Linked DNA regions of Capsicum annuum: region 2 is linked to region 1. The links are chromatin contacts, called in public Hi-C maps. All regions are on one chromosome and are shown on one strand. The core of a region is the stretch at or near the end of the contact, and the rest is flanking DNA. Distances in the headings are between cores, read along the strand shown.

Region 1 (6,040 bases), core at 2,522-5,021:
TATTTTTAGAAAGAGGGTCAACTAAAATGAAACGAAGAAAGTAGTAATTTATCCAATTAATGATTTAATATATAAATATATAGAGTTCATTTATAATTGTATAGCTTGGAGTATAATTTATGTATATCAATTAATAAAAAAAAATAATAGTAAATTTGATTGGCTATTAGCGTAAAGATCCCTATAAACTACAATTAATTGAGTTATGGATGAACAACATAAATTTCACCCTCTTTGGAGCTAATTGCAGTCTGTCTCAACTATCTTTAATATTATTAAAATTTTTTGATTTAGTTCACACGAATACATCACATTCTTCTGGATACATCACTTAATTTTATTCAGATTATATTACATTCTTTAGAATACGTCACTTAATTTGGCACAGATACATCACATTCTTGCGGATACATCATTTATTTTATACAAATATATCATATTTTTCTGTGATATATCCGTGATTTTTAGATAGAGAAAAAAAAATATGGAATGAGATGTAATTAAATAAAAACAATAGAAATTTTGAAATAGATATAATAAGTTAAGCAGTGTTATTATGCAATTTTCCTTGAATTAATGAAATTAAAAATAAGTTCTTAACTTGTTTTAACAATTAAAATGAAATGACATTATAAAAAACTAGTATAAGTACTCGCACGATGCGTGGAATATTTTAAAAATAAATCATTAAAAATGTCATTTATTAATTTTAAAAAATAAATTAAATTTTATTGTAGCACATATTTTAAATTAATTAAGAAATATTAAATATAATTTATAATAAATAATTTTTAAAAGTTACATAGTTCAATTAATTTATTTGAACTATGTACCCCCCCCCCCCCCCCCCCCCCCCAAACCCTCTCAACCTCTACTTCCACACAATCCCATAATCTCATCACTGGCAAAAGAAATAACTAATCATATAATTATCAAAAGATTGACCTATAATTTTCTTTATTGCATTATTCACTATCTAAAATTATTCGATTGTTCATATTGAATTTTAATATTCAATTAATTTTTTGTTTATCAAGATTTTAGTTGTATGATTTTAAAAAATTTAAATGACAAACAGAATTAGTAAATATTTTTAATATATAAATGTGTATTTGCAAATAAAATCATGAAAAGAATAAATCAACTGCAATAATTAGATGCATGTAAATCTATTTTATAACCTTTTTAGGAGAGAGTAAATATGTAAACGTTATAGAAGTATATATTAACACAAATAAAAATGATATAATAATATTTGTGCACATACAAATATATTTGAATTCATTCTTTAAGCAAATGGTCTGTTAAATCTCTTTTGAAAGTACTTGCTAATTTCTTAAATATTTATTTCGCAATTTATAGAAATTTATGTGCATAAGATTTGTGGAAACTTCAGCTTCCTTAGATACATTTGTGACAAAAGATAAATATAATATTAATCACAAAAAATAATAAAATCACTATAAAATTAAATCAAGTATGAGAACATACCTTTACGATTATTCAGAGAAATCTGATGAGCATTACCTGTAATTTTTTCATTCATAGTAGGTACATCTATTTCAAGAGATATATATAATACTAATCATAAATAATAATAAAATAATTTAAAAATAAATTAACCATGAACAATATATATTTATAACTAATCAAAGAAATTTGATGAGAATTACATATAATTTTTTAATCCATGATAGTAATATCTGTAATGAAAAATAGATATAATGTTAATCATAAATAACAATAAAATAATTAAAGAAAAAATTAAGTAAAGCATCAACACATTTTGATAGTTATTCAAAGAAATTTGATGAGCACTATTATCTAAAATCTTTTTATCCATTGAGAATTTTTTTATGATAAAAAAATGTATATTAAAATATAATTTGTAAAGATTCTTTACTTTTATATACTGATAATATGATAGTATTTTGAATAAAACGAATAAAAAAGGACATAAATATGACTTTGCTAGTATTAAATGCGAGAATAAAATTTTATCATAGCTATACTGAATGTATAAACAAAAATAGTTAAGCACACAAATAATAAAAAATTTGAGATAAATAAAAATTTATAAATTATTGACAATAGAAAAAGAAGAGGAAAGGTACATTGGTATATGTGTCACCTAAAGATATATATATATATATATATATATATATGGTGTGAAATACGGCAATCTACCCATAATTTTATACGGAGATAATGTATCATGCATAGCACATCTTAATGGAGAATTCAAAAAAGGAGATCGAACGAAGCACACTTCATCAAAGTTTTTCTACATACACGAGTTACAAAAGATTGGTGATATCAACGTGCAACAGATTCATTCAAGTGAAAATGTGGCTGATTTATTCACCAAGTTTTCTCCAATTATAACTTTTAAGAAGATGGTGCACAAGATCGGGATGCAAAGGTTCAAGAGTGTTCTCATTAGGGGGAGTTAATATGCGTTGTACTCTTTTTTTCTTATGAGGTTTTGTTCTACTGGGTTTTCGGTTTTTAATGAGGCAACCTCTATGCGTATGGTTAGAGATGTGTACTCTTTTCCTTTACTAGATTTTTTCCCACTAAAATTTTTTTAGTAAGGTTTTAACGAGGCACATTATCTACCAATTAAACATTCAAGGGGGAGTGTTATAAATGTATTTATATTATAGTGAATGTCTATCAAGATCTACTTTGATATCTATTAGGATTTGAATCATCTGTCTTTTAGTCAGACTAGGAGTAAATTTTTCTTATAAATAGAAGGGTACATTCATTGTAAATTTCACATCAAGATCCCTCAAGAGAAGAAATAAGAATTACTCTCTCTATTCTCTCAACTTTTCTTCTTTATTCTTTCTTGTTTCATAACAATTATTATTATTATTGTGTAATAGTTAGAGTTTATTTAGGACTCATCAACAATAATTTTTAAGTTTAAATTATGATTTTTTTTCCTTTTTGCATTATTATTTTCAAATTCAAGTATTTAATTTTTCAATTCAAATTTTTTATTACAATATTTTTTAACTTTGTCCTATAAATCTCTACGTGGCTTTTAATATCATGCCACGTTGCTTCTCTTGTCTTGCTTTTAGTTTTGTTTTTATATATAGAGAGATTATTTTCGAATTCAAGTACTTAATTTTTCAATTCAAAAATTTTATTACAATATTTTTTAACTTTGTCCTAAAAATCGCTAAGTGGCTTTTTAATATCATGCCACGTAGCTTCTTGTCTTGCATTTAGTTTTGCTTTTATATATATATATAGAGAGAGATGTTTCCTATTTATGATTATTTTTTATTTTAATTTATGTGACACTATTTTATTGGACACACCAATAAAAAGAAATGAAAGATTTTTTGAAAGTTATCTCTGAATAAGCCTTAAACATTTATACAACTATACATTTTTAAAAGTAAACACAAAATTTAAAGTAATTTCTAAATATACAAATATAACACTCTTTATGCTAATTTATATGTCACTTTTTTCTTTTTAGTCAATCCAAAATGAATGATACTCTATTTTTCTATATTTAGTAACAAATTAACTATAAATTCTGTATTTAATTCTTCCCAAAATAAGTTATTATCACACAAATACCATCAACTTACTTTAGATTATAAGTTTCAAAAACATTCTTTTCTTTCTTAAATATTATGTCTAGTGAAACAATTTCATATAAATTAAAATAAAGTATTTTTTTCCGATAAAATGAAAAAACATATGTTACATAAATTAAGATTACTAAAGTAAAAGTTAAATACTTGGGATTATACATATGAACCTTTTTCTTTTCCTTTCCTCATCTCTCTCTTTACACCAAACAAAACAAAACAAGAAACTAATCATCATGAAACACCCTCTGTATCCAACACACAACAAAAAGCAAATTCTAACCATCAAAACATTACTTCCCTTAAATTTACCATTCATCTTTACACACCCTATTTTTCTTAACCAAAACTTTCCTACACCCTCATAACCATGAACCATTTCCTTCCCCTCTTTCTCACTACAATTTTGTTCTTTCTCACACAAAATTCACTTGTTTTCTCTACTTCAAATTTTCCTCTTCAACTCATTTCCCTTTTGTCCTTAAAATCCTCTTTTCAAGATCCAAACAACACATTTCAAGATTGGAATCCTACAACAACTTTCTCAAATTTTGGTTCACAACCCTTTTGGTGTTCATGGTCAGGCATCATATGTGACAACAAAACAAGTCAAATTACAACACTTAATCTCTCAGGAAGGAATCTTAGTGGTAAAATTCCACAAGAAATTAGGTACTTGGTACACTTACACCACTTAAATTTAAGTGGAAATTCATTTGATGGACCATTACAAACAATCATTTTCCAATTTCCATTTCTTAGAACACTTGACATTAGTCACAACTCTTTTAATTCAACATTTCCCCTCGGGATAACTCATCTTAAGTCCCTCGCGTACTTAAATGCCTATAGCAACAGTTTTACAGGCGCGTTGCCTGTAGAAATTGTTAGACTTCAAATTCTTGAGTATCTGAATCTTGGTGGCAGTTACTTTTCTGGTGAAATCCCTGCGAGTTATGGAAATTTCAAGAAGTTGAAATTCCTACACTTAGCTGGAAATTTACTTGGTGGTAAAATTCCAGTGGAATTGAGTGCCTTAGATCAACTTGATCATCTTGAAATTGGATACAACAATTATACTGGCAATGTACCTGCTGAATTTTCCTCTCTATCGAATTTGTCCTATCTTGATATCTCTCAGGCAAATCTTTCTGGTGAATTTCCAATTCAGCTCGGAAATTTAACAAGTCTTGAATCGTTACTTCTTTTCAAGAACCATTTTATCGGTCCAATTCCTTCGAGTTTTTCTCAACTCACATTGCTGAAATTACTGGATTTATCGGATAATCATCTCTCAGGGACAATTCCATCAGGATTTTCAGAGTTAAAAGAGCTGAACATGTTGTATTTGATGAACAATAACATATCTGGTGAAATACCAGAAGGCATTGGTGAGTTACCAAATCTCGAATTGCTAGCTCTTTGGAACAATTCACTCACTGGAATTTTGCCACAAAAGTTGGGATCAAACGCAAAGTTGCAAAAACTTGATGTCTCCTCAAACACTTTGTCTGGTCCAATTCCACCAAATCTTTGCCTCAGCAACAACTTGGTTAAACTCATTCTGTTCTCGAATGAGTTTACTGGTGAGATCCCTTCATCCTTAACGAACTGCTCAGCTTTATCCAGGCTGAGAATTCAAGACAACAAACTCAATGGCTCGATTCCACCAGGATTCGGGTTTTTGCCAAATTTCACCTACATGGACATCAGCAAGAACAACTTTTCGGGTACAATTCCAAAAGACTTTGGAAATGCCCCGAAAATGCAGTACTTGAACATTTCGGAGAATTCTTTTGGTTGTGGCTTGCCTGAAAATATCTGGAATGCCCCGAGTTTACAGATTTTCTCAGCAAGTTACAGTGGCCTTGTTGGAAGAATCCCTGATTTCAAAGGGTGTGAAAATGTGTACAAAATCGAACTCGAAGGAAACAATCTCAATGGAAGCATTCCATGGGACATTGAGCATTGTGAAAAGCTTATTTCACTTAATTTTAGGCAAAATTCGCTTACTGGAATCATTCCCTGGGAAATCTCCGCGATTCCTTCAATAACAGACGTTGATTTATCACATAATTTCCTCACGGGGACTATCCCTTCAAATTTCGAAAAGTCTAGCACGTTGGAACATTTCAACGTGTCATATAATCAACTCACTGGTCCATTACCTTCGTCAGGGTCCATATTCTCAACTTTCCATCCTTCATCCTTCGTAGGAAATCAGGGCCTTTGTGGTACAATCATACACAATCCGTGCAGGACGGATGAACTGAAAGATGGAAAAGTAGATTTTTCGAACCACTCTAAGAAAACTGATGGTGCATTGATAGTCTGGATCACCTCTGCAACATTCGGAGTAGTACTATTCGTCCTCATTGTGGCCATCCGATGTTTCCACTTGAAGTACAACCGAAGGTTTCCAT
Region 2 (5,862 bases), core at 1,037-3,536, 230 kb before region 1:
CGGCAACATTTTTGGAGAGTCCGAGCAATTTAGCAAGCGACTTTCATTGATTGACCCTTTTGCTTCTTGATGCTTTTGGCAGGATTACCATCATAGCAACTATCCTACCACTCTTCCTCTGAGAAGACCTTATGCTGGAGATCCAGGTATTTCTGAATAAACAGGAATATCATTATGCAAAAATAATCCAACTCCCTTTTCCCCTAATTGACTAGTTTGCTTTCCTTTGTGTGCCCTAAAAGTATGTCATTTATCTAAATTAGAGCTTGTCCCTATATTTTCCATTTCATTTTACCATATGAAACTAACACTTCTTTTGTTTTACCATAAAGTGTGAATTCATCAGAAAGTTAATTGTATATCCACTTCTGGTTTTTTCTATAACCGAGAAATCCCCGAGGGCCAATGGTGCATGGGTGAAACTCGGTGGATAATGAGGCCACCCCTATACCCTGCTTCACTTAAGTAACTATGCTTTTGTCTGCCATGGGATTCAAACCCGTGATGCGTGCGTAAGTTGCACATCACGCGTTGTGCTCTTACCAGTAGACCAAAGCAAAGCCCTGTGTCTATCCACTTTTAAACTTTTCTCCACTTTGAAGATGAGAAACTTTAGTTTTTCTTTAATACTAGCCTGGTGTAGTACACTTATCGTTGGAAGTATTTCTCTCTTTTTAAATACTGCACTACTATCTTTCTTTATGATTTCCGACTATTTTGCTGCAATTGGAAGAGTGTAGCTTGGTCCGTCTTGTCAGTTGCCAGTGGGGTTGCTTCTGGGCATGAGATTTTCTTCGAATCATGTATGTTATTTAGTGATAAATTATGATAAAGAATGGAAGTTATTGTGGTTTAAGATGCAACAACTACTGCCTATTAGTATGAATAATATGGTCTTACAGGAGATGCTATCACTCTCGTGCTCGTTTCTCTTGTTTTATGCTATGATTTCACATTATCTTTATTTATTCCTGTTGTTTGTGGCTTGTAGAAATTTTAGATGAAGCTGAATTTGGAAAGGCTGCAGCAAATGCAGAGTATGATGAAAATAATGTTCATGCTGCTTCAGAGCTTGGCTTACTGGTTGGTATCTTCTCTAAGCAGCAAATTCTGAATGCAAAAACATATTCATTTTTTTAAATCAAGAATATATTCATAGGAAAACAAAAAATTTTCTTCTCAAAGATTTACTGATATGGATATTTGGTCATCAGGAAAAGAAGGATGATGTACAGATTCTTTTTCTTCAGCTTCCTGCTAATTTACCCCTAGGCAAGTGGCCAGCTAGCACAGGAGGTAGGGATACTGCTGGCGGCTTGACATTGCCAGGGGATAGAAGTGATAAAGCTGCCGAACTATCATCACCCGTGCTCAAGGGAAAAGAAGTTGCTGGCAGTGCTCCCAGGCTTCCTGCCAGTGCAAAAGGGAAAGAGATAATTGGCAGTTCTACAATCTCTAGACGACATAATACCACAAAGAATATAGGCAGTTTGCAAGATTTACCTGCGGGAAGCATGGGGAAAATGCTGGTTTACAAGAGTGGAACAGTTAAATTAAAGCTTGGAGACATCTTGTACAATGTGAGTACTTCTTTTCCTTGCTTAAGACAAAAATTATCGAATTGCACCTTTGATGAGAGATATGAACAAGAAGCTTTGAGCAAGTTTGATATAAGCTCTTCTTCTCAGTTTAAAGATATTACACTTCCAAAATGGTTAAAATATTAGGACTTCAGAGTGTTTAATGTGAACTGTCCATGAATGGGCCGAGCTATAGCATTTTCTTATGCAAACAATCAACTTATTTAGCAGAACAAGCGTCACATCTGTTCCATTTGTTTTCTTCCTTATTTCCACTGAGACTTTTGGTTCAAATAATTCTTAAGCTTCCCCTAGTGGCACAGTTTGAGCCTTTTTCTCGATAGTGTTTGGTGCTTTGGTAATGAATCAATTTTCATGTACCTCGCGTTTTAAGTTTGACGTAGCAAAGTGATCTGTGCCCTTTTAATGGAAAATAGACCTGCAGTTTTACGCAAATATATTCATCATAATATTCCTGCTGTTCAGATTATTACCCCTTGGCTTTCCAAACATTTTTCAGGTCTCCAGCATATACTTATCCATATGCAGTAGCTTGCAATATGAAACTCCTCTAACATCAAGAAACTATTTGCAGGTTTCTCCTGGTGTAGAATGCTCTTTTGCTCAAGATGTTGTTGCAATCAATACTGCTGAGAAGCAGTGTTGCCAGCTGGGAGAACTCGGAAAGCGGGCTGTTGTCACTCCTGATGTTGATTTCCTCTTGGACAAGATGATTAAGTAGAGTTAATAGCTCTTCAATTTCTATATTCAGAGGATCTTCTGACTTTCCTGTATAGAGGATTTGACTTAATATCTTGTGCATATCTAAGAACTTTGCGACCACCAGAGGTTGTGGTGGGATAGGTTTCAGGTTTGAGTCTGGATATGAAAAATATCTTTTTCTTCATTTTTTACTACTGTGTTGCTTCTTTGCTTTGTTCACCTTGTTATTTTATCCCATTGTTTATTTGCTTTCTTTCTACACTGCTTTGATTAAACTTTTTTTTGAGTTGAGTGTCTATTAGAAACAACTTTTCTACTCCACAAAGGTAGGAGTACTGTCTATATACATCTTATCCTTCCCACGCTCAATTGTGGGATTACATAGAGTATGTTTTATAGTTTGTTATCTAAGAACTTTGCGGTGTTGGTAAATTGAGAAAATTGTGATTGATTTGCTTGTAAACTGCTCAAACCGATCCATAAACTAAACAATTCAATTGACTTAATTAATTGGTCAACATTTCACTCACAAAGAAGAGAATAACACTCTTTGGATGTGTTTGGTATGAATCCTTTTTTTTTTTTTTTTTTTTCTTTTTCCATTATTTGGTTAGTCGAAATATTTTTTCTAAGAAAACTAGTTCATTAAAAGCAAAAATTTCCCAGGTGGAAGTAAAAAAAATAAGTTTCATAAATCCTCTTTTGACTTTATTTTCTCCATTCCACCCCCGGACAGCCAGCAATCCTTGCCTCATTGACTATCCCACTATCCACCAATTTCACCTTCACTAATTATATCCTAAAAAATCAGGTGTATCTTTCATTGCCACCAATCTCGACATTTCATAATTTTTATGGCTAAATGGATACTTAAATTTCAACAACTACATCTAATTTTTCCCGTTCGATCACGTAGGTATATTTTTTGTTGCCACATTAATGCCCTTGAGGATAAGAGTGAATTGATACAGTGGATCGTTGCAAATAGTGGTAGAGCTATCGTTTGCACTTTTGCAAAAGATGTTCAGTTGAATCTAAATTCGCTTTATCCAAAATATTGCATCATGCTAAAAGAATAAATAATATTATACACTATATATTTATTGATTTTCTTGACATAGGTTTTTACTTTAAGTGTGACATTATTTTTTATTTGAATTTCTGTTTTTAATTTTTTGCCTCGGCTACTAGTTACAAGTTAAATTGTGTAGCTATAGAAAAGGCGACGATTTGAAACTTTGAAGGAATATACGTGATTAGTGTTATGATAATAGACAAATCATATCTGTTCAACTATCCAGACAGATTTCAGTTAGGAATATCTGGACATATTTCAGTTATAAATATGTAATCTCTGTAAAGATTTGTGTAAATAGTTTTTAATACTTAGATATAGGAGATATTCTTCGAGATGTAACAGTTAGGGATGTACAAGGAGAATTCTTTCTATTTAATGACAGAATTCTCAACTTGAGAGAACATTCAGCAAAATTGACATGGTATCAGAGCCAAATCCATTCCAGTTCCGGCTCTTTGTTCACCGATGTTGGGCTCCCATGTTATAGTGTCCACGCTCCATTTAACAAGGTTTGGACCGCGGAGGAGTGTTAAGTGTCTCACATCGAAAAAATAATGGGTAATTGATCTCCTCATCTGGACTTGGGTAATCCTTCCCTCATGAGCTAACTTTTGGAGTTGAGTTAGACCCAAAATTATTCTTTACATGGTATTAGAATTCTCTTTCCAGTGCTTTAATTCTTAGTATTTCATCTTTGGTTTCTTTTAGGATTTTTTTGAAAGTTTTAGTTCTGCTTACTGTTAGTCAATAGTCAGTCCTACGGATCTTGAAATTTTAGTCTTGGTCATTCTGGTTACTTTGTAATAGTGTTTTTTTTTTGTGTTTCTTATCTAGTTAAGAATATGTCGTCACATCAGTTTCAGTGCTTCCGTGTTCGTTTCACTGAAAAAAATTACTCTGTCTAGGAATTTCAGTTTTAATTATTTATCACCGAAAAAGAATTACGGAGATATATAGATGAAATTGATCCTGCTTCTAACGATCCTACAAAGCTCGATGAATGGAAGGTTAAAGATGCTCAGGTGAATGACATAAATTTTAGGGTCAACTGGCTTTAATGTCCCAAGGCTGCACCCTGGGTGTCACACGGTGCTTACAATCCCGAAGGACCACAAGCTAACCCATGACTGCTACCTGCTGTGAGCACTGAATAATAATAATAATAATACTGAGAATTTATGCAAAAATTAGGCTGAGATTGCCATAAGGTTCATAAACTGAAAACAAATACTAAATACTGATAATAATACTGAAAAACTGAACATCTGTCTGAAATAGTCTACTCCGAAAGCCTCTAACTGTCTGAATATGAAGTTGATGGGATAAGTCCCCAACTAACTCCGACTGCTGAACATACTGAACTACTGGAATGCTGAAATAAATAACTTTGTCCTCGAAATATGAGGACTCACCATTATAACTGCTGCTGATAACCTGAGCTGTTAAGTACGGTCAGGAACCTGAGCGTCTGAACCTACGATATGAGACATTATAGCGCAAAAAAAAAGTATGCGTCAGTACGTGGAGTGTACTGGTATGCTAGATGAGGTGAGGCTAAAATGCATAGGCTCATATACATGAACAGTAACTGACTGCATGATATGAACATAACTGAATGAGAGTACATGGATAACTGAAATTGCTGTAAATACTGATTATGCAATACTGTGCATATACATACACACACACACACACACATATATATATAATATTCGAGATCATACTAAAATTGAATACTGAGTTCTAATAACTGAGTGAATGATATCTGAGGTTACTGATAACTGTATTATTGATAACTGGGTGACTGTTTCTTACAGTCCTAATTTTGCAGAACTGAATTGAGTTCTATACTGAGTTTGAAACTGAAACTGTGGGAGGTATCATCTAATGGACATGCCCCATGTTAAGCTGATTTGGGGTCCAACCTGTAACCCCAGTTGGAAGGGTGCTAATACCGTGCCACGGGTACTAACAAGCTAAAGAGTCACCTTCATCTGGAAGGTGCCCTAATGAGATAGGTATTACCCTCATCTGGCAGGCAAACACTTATCAACCCTCAACTGGCAGGTTGATATCTCAACCTACGCTGGCTACATAATTCTGGAATGCAAAGACTGCTACTAAGGATCACACCCTCAATTGGAGGTGAACCTCCATCCTTGGGTTCACTCAGTGCTGAATCCTACTCCCAATTGAATGACACTGCTTATTAGGCTGAACTGAACTGGACTGAATTTTATTGAGTTCTGTATCTGACTGAGTACTACTTGTTCGTGATGTTTCTGAGACTATTCTGTAGCTACTGTAATTCTAGGTAAGCAGCTAGTTTTTCGGGTATTAAATACCCCAGGACTCGATAACATCAATAGTAAAACATGACAAAATCTTGAAAGCATTACATTAATTACTTATTCACCATGCATGCATTCATTTATATATTTTGTCAAACACTTGAGAGGCATGAACTCGTACATGAATGGG

What was found. Hi-C and Micro-C count contacts between places; a contact is called where the count stands out from the background.
Region 2: a contact with region 1 is called in a Hi-C map of leaf, with 2.7 times the contacts expected there. The contact joins the enhancer-like site here to the promoter of LOC107871063 in region 1. A contact is called at or near these places in 3 of 5 Hi-C or Micro-C datasets (bud, leaf and placenta).

What each region holds. Positions count from the first base shown.
Region 1 is chr5:193,337,148-193,343,187 of UCD10Xv1.1, reverse strand. LOC107871063 (leucine-rich repeat receptor-like protein kinase TDR) reads left to right here and starts at 3,771. Exons shown (of 3, transcript XM_016717862.2): 1 at 3,771-6,040. The coding sequence starts at 3,988.
Region 2 is chr5:193,563,580-193,569,441 of UCD10Xv1.1, reverse strand. It overlaps LOC107871060 (DNA-directed RNA polymerase III subunit RPC4), which reads left to right. Exons shown (of 9, transcript XM_016717855.2): 6 at 83-146; 7 at 992-1,083; 8 at 1,215-1,580; 9 at 2,176-2,494. The coding sequence ends at 2,322. Among protein-coding and RNA genes, the nearest start is that of LOC107871061, 6.5 kb to the left of the region's middle. Within about 2 kb of position 2,286, at least 2 of the 5 cell types and tissues checked have an H3K27ac peak or open chromatin away from gene starts, as enhancers often do. A contact at or near this core is called in bud and leaf, where this site is marked.